2 separate regions of the Mus musculus genome follow, and region 1 is linked to region 2. The links are chromatin contacts, called in public promoter capture Hi-C maps. All regions are on one chromosome and are shown on one strand. The core of a region is the stretch at or near the end of the contact, and the rest is flanking DNA. Distances in the headings are between cores, read along the strand shown. Region 1 holds the start of Ftdc1 (ferritin domain containing 1). Region 2 holds the start of Tmem45a (transmembrane protein 45a).

Region 1 (2,700 bases), core at 146-2,645, 1.7 Mb before region 2:
TTTCTTCTTTAAGACTACCTTGTTTGACTCCAACCAAGTTTCAAAGTTTAACTTCTCCCTCAAGGAGGAAAAAAAAAAGAGGTTTTTTTTTTTTCACCCTTCTCCAGGGGTGGACTTTGAGGCAATTGCTATTCAAACTGTCTCCCCAAATCAAGATATTTGCTGCTCACCCTCCAGAATAGCGTGGACTGCAGGGTAGCACCTGCCTAGACAGATGCCATTTCCATTCATTCCAAGAAGGCAGGGGTTAGCTCAAAGTTGGGATCTTAATTTTTTTTCCTCTACATGTATGTCTGTGTAAGGGTGTTAGTTCCCTGGAGCTGGAGCTCTAAACAGTTGTGAGCTACCATGTGGGTGCTGGGACTATCCGAGTCCTCTGGAAGAGCAACAGCTCTGGAAGAGCCCCCCCCCATTTATTCATTCATTCATTCATTTTGCATACCGATTGATGCCCTCCTCTTGGTTGCCCCCTCTCAGAGTCCCTCTCCCCACCCCCTTTTCCTATGAGAGTGGGGCTTCCCAGATATCCCCCCACCCCTAGTGCATCAAGTCTGCAGGGTTAGGCACATCCTGTCCCACGGAGGCCAGACAAGGAAGTTCTGTCCCCAAAGCAGCCAGTGTTCTTAACTGCTGAGCCATCTCTGCATGTCCTGAATTTTAAGCTTTATTCTTATGTCAGATGTATTTTTTTAACAGTGACTCAGTACATTTCTAGAAGCACCCCATTATCAGCCATAAAGAATGGTGAAATCTGTACATGCCAAGCCACAAAGAGACCCTTGAAAGAAAGAATAAGGAAGGAGCCAAGAAGATGCCAATTGCAAAATTGGGAAACAGCAGCATGGTCTTGTAGCTACAGCTGTGTGTGCTTATTACAGCTGCAGGGGGGAATGCCTTTTTTTCTGCTTCCACTTCTCCATCTTCTGTCTGCTCACAAGGCCAACTTGAAGTGCCAGTTTACCCACAAAATCTGTATGCCTCTTCTAGCTGGAATAGGAGATTTCAGAACTCAACCATATTCCACAGTCAGCTCAATTATGTACGAAGAGGGAAGGGGTTGTAGTGTTTCCTATAAACAAGTGTTTTTGTTTGTTTGTTTAACATGCTCCTTAGATTTGATGTATATCAAGCAGGCTATGCCATCATCATTCCAAGAAAACTGAGAAATTTAAAATAATTCGCATTACCCTTCAGAACGAGTATTGAGAAAATTAGAAGCTCCAATCCCTCTTTGATACATTGTCTCTCTGCTCGTTTTGGTTTCTTTACCCAGACACAGTGTCCTTGTTGGTAGATTAGCAGCTGCAGTCTCAGGTGGCGGTGATTTCAACTTGTTACAAGGGGTGGGTTGTATCCACTCCTTAGTATTTAAGAGCCTTTCCAGTGAAGTGGGTAGCACATCTTCTGGCTGAATTCTCCTATTGCTGAGATGGGACCTAAGAGAAGGAAGCCCATTCCGGAAGAGGCTTTAGCTTATATTCATCGAATTGCCTGTATGCAGATGAACCTCAGTGATGCTTATATGTTCTTGGTTAGTAGAGCTCTTGGGCTACTATGAGGGTAGACTTTGTTCTGATCTGGGTGATGACACATTTACTACCTTCATATCATTGGGTATCTAACATTCACATCTTCACATCTAACATTAGGTGAGAAGGTAGTTCAATGGCGAGGCTTTGGTGATTGAGAACTGTGACAGCAAACTACAAGCAACAAGAAGGGGAATCAGTTCTTCACTTGGGTTCCCAAACAATAGCCAATGGTAGCAGAATAAGCCCTTTTATAGCTAAATGCAATTTCATATTCACGGTCAACATGTATGATAAATCTGCTCTTAGCTTTTTAGTAAATTTGTGCTAGGCTTTTTTTTTTTTTCCTTTTTTGAGACAGGGTTTCTTTGTATAGCCTTGGCTGTCCTGGAACTCACTCTGTAGAACAGTGGGGGCTTTGAACTCAGAGATTCTCCTGACTCTGTCTCCCGAGTGCTGGGATTAAAGGCCTAGCCTTCTGGTAATGTTTGTCTGTTTTTAATGTATTTATTTTTTAATGTACAGTAACGTTTTGCCTGCATGTATGTCTGTATGAAGATGACCAATCCTCTGGAACTGTTAGATGGTTGTGAGATGCCTTGTGGGTGCTTGGAATTGAACCAGGGTCCTCTGGAAGAGAAGCCAGTGCTCTTAACCACTGAACCATTTCTCTAGCCCCCTGTGGTAGGCTTCTGTCATGGATCTATACAGTCAGTGGATGAAACTGATAATGTTAACAGGTCTGATCCATAGAAAATCCATACTGTAAAAAGATTAGAAACTTCTCTGAGTGGCTGCTCTTTGGGGCATCCTGAGTTCAAGAAGATAGAAACTTCTGGAATTCAAAGGACAAGCAAGACACTCGGAACATCCAAGACCTCTTCTAGATGACCACTGAGACAAGAAACTCTTTTCATGAGATTCCTACCTGAAATTTTAACTTCTGTTACCCTTCTCCCTTCCCCCAAATCCTCACCTCCGTCCTAGGCTTGCTTGTACAGCGATGACACGACAATGACTAGTTTTGGAGCATATTCGCAGGACAAGGCTTCAGTGAAATGGTTTTATGCCAAAAGAATCCTGGCATACATCACCGAAAGAGGTAATAAGGTCTGCATTCCGGAAATTCAGGTGACTGTAATTCTACTTTAACAATTTCTGCTGGGGCTTT
Region 2 (2,700 bases), core at 64-2,563:
TGTGAGAGGAGATGACTGGGAGTGGGGGGCAGTAAGCCGGATGTAAAGTGAATAAGTTAAAATATTTTTAAAAAGAAAAAAAAAAGAAAGAAAGAAAGATAACGCTTCACAGTGGTCTAACTTCTTCCTATCATGTCTTGACGTTAATGGTTCCACTTTCTCAGGCTTTAATACATGTCCTCTGTGGACATTCTAGGTGCAGACTGACATCTTCAGCGTCAGTGGATTAGAAGCCAAGCCTATGGCCTCACCATAATGTGGTTCCCTGAATGCTGGGATTTCTAGTGGGTCTACCTTCTGTCAGCCTTCCAGAGTCTCTTCCTTCTGGCTTCTGTAGATGTCCAAGGGGGCCAATTATGTATAGCCATGAGAAACTTGAATCTACATTCCTGCAAACGGAAGCAATCTTTTTTTCTTTTGTGAGGAGCCTGTCCTAGTAGTCAACAAACATGATGTCTGTTGACGGTAATGTATGAAAAGCTAGCTAATCCTTCCTTGATGACCAGCCCATTGTGAAGCAGCTTCCCATGACAGAATGTGCACCACTGAGCACAGATGATTCTGAAAGCTCACCACAGGACACGAATGACTTCATACACAATCAAACATGTTTGGTGCAATTCTACAGTCCTCAGACATCAAAATGAGAGTTCGCGATGTCTTCCCAACCATTACTCCTTTCAGCTGTAAAAGATCCTCAAGCATTTCCTCCCCACCGCCCTTTTCTTTTAAGCTTTTTTTTTTTTTTTTTTTTTTTTTTGCACTCACCCAGGGCTTCTTCACAGAAACGACCACATTTCTGAATAGCTCACGTCTTACTAAAAGGTTCATTATTCCTGAACCTTTATCCCAAAATAGCGCTCTCGGACACCCACTTTTCTTTTGCCAGAGAAGGTGTGGATAGAAAATCTTTGAGGCGGGACTGGACCGCCCATTTGAAGGCGTGGGTACGGTACTTCTCCAACCCCTTCTATTTGGAAATGCCTGCCCCCTTAAGCTACTCATCCTGATTCTTGTCCCAAACGATAACGACCCCCCTGCTTAAACAAACTAGTCCCTTAGAAGGCCTGCCCTCACGGACCAAGGGCAGGGGCAAGCTCTGAGTTCTAGCGACCCTTCCAACTACCCCACCCCAGACCCCACTGCCACGCAGTGCCACATCAGCGACTGCACAGCGCGCCCAGCTAAGTTCCTTTCTAGGATGCGAGTGGCCCAGTGGGTGGAGGCAGATTGAGCCCGCAGGAGTGGCGGGCTGCTCCACCAATCGGCAATCAGAGAGGAGGCTTTGCCTCCAACTGCAACCCCAGTCAGTGCCCCGCCGGGGAAACCAGATGAAGCACATCTGGACAGCTGTGCTGAGAAAGTTTGTGGGCCTCTTCCAGGCCTGCCACCCGCAAGGCACGTCCCCCACGTAGCCTCCTGCTAGCCACTTACTACTTAATTTTTTTTTCCCCAAGAAGCAATAAGCAACCCACGCTTGAATCTTTTTCTCTCCCTCCCCCCCACCCCCCATGTGAGGCGAGGCCACATCACATTCAACACAGTTTAGTTTTCATGGGGCTTTGAGATCAAAAGAACAGAAACAGCAACCAAAGCTCAGCTGCCTTCTGATCCTAACTGACAAAGTGGGGAGAGTAAGGTGTGCGCAAACAGGACAAGTTGGGTAAGTTGTGGAGACTTGGGGACATCTTCCTCCTTGTCCTGCTGAGCTCTCTAGCCTGTGCCTTTGCTCTTCTTGCCAGACTTCTGTTTGTTAAGGGGAGAAAAACATCTCATGCTGGGAAAGACTGTAAGGATATCGGGCTTCTTTCTTTTCTGTTTTTGGGGAAATGTTTGGTTTGCATTTTAAAATTGATGAGGGTTGGAGAGTTGGTGCTCATATAAGATTTCTTGGGAACAAAATTTTGACTGGTGTTTTGTTGTAAACCTTTCTTCATCCTAAAGTTATTCTTCTCGACTTCTTCTCCTTTCTTTTCCTCCCTTCTCCTTCTCCTTCTTCCTCCTCCTTCTCTTCTTCCTCTTCTTCTCCTTCTCTTCCTTCTTCTAACTCTTCTTCATTCTCTTGCTCTTCTTCTTCCTCCTCCCCCTCCTGTCCTCCACTATTTTGATGGATGACTGAGAAAACTCTCTGGTGTATTTAGAATTAACACAACGTTTGACAAATTATTTAAAACTTGAATCTTATAAAGGACTTACTGGATCCTTCACTTAAGTTTGTAGTTGAAAGTGCCAATATCATATCTCAAAGAGGGAGATCTAAATTCCTCTTAGGTTACTAACAAAATAATTAAATAAGTGATAGACCTCTCTGTGTGTCTGCAATCCTATAATTACATACTTAACCTGTTGTTCCATCAAAAATAATATCCACGGTGTTTATTATACGTGCGCGCTTACAGATAGTTCTACTTTATACGTCATGATTTAGCAATGAGGTGGTGGAAAATGCTGACCTGCTGGTGGCTCAAGGCCCATTCCTTCTGAAACATCTATGGTTCCCTCTGCCTGAGTAATGTTCCGAAGTTCAGAGTTCTGTTGCATGCTGGTTACTGTTTGGGGAAGATTTGACTCAAGTAGATCTTTAGCTTCTGGCTCTTAAAGCACCATTTGGGAATTTAGAGCAGAAATGATTACTTTTAGAGCATGTTTTTGTCCACAAAGGTAGAACAGTTTCAGAGGATTTAGAAATGCTGGGTTAGA

The links. Promoter capture Hi-C pulls out the DNA fragments that hold promoters and counts their contacts.
Region 1: a promoter capture Hi-C map of hippocampal neurons shows a contact between it and region 2, with 2.6 times the contacts expected there. The contact joins the promoter of Ftdc1 here to the promoter of Tmem45a in region 2. A contact is called at or near these places in 3 of 39 promoter capture datasets (the 3T3-L1 cell line, hippocampal neurons and liver).

What each region holds. Positions count from the first base shown.
Region 1 is chr16:58,615,673-58,618,372 of GRCm38.p6, reverse strand. Ftdc1 (ferritin domain containing 1) reads left to right here and starts at 1,395. Exons shown (of 4, transcript NM_001033404.2): 1 at 1,395-1,531; 2 at 2,517-2,660. The coding sequence starts at 1,430.
Region 2 is chr16:56,884,776-56,887,475 of GRCm38.p6, reverse strand. It overlaps Tmem45a (transmembrane protein 45a), which reads left to right and starts at 1,313. Exons shown (of 6, transcript NM_019631.3): 1 at 1,313-1,663.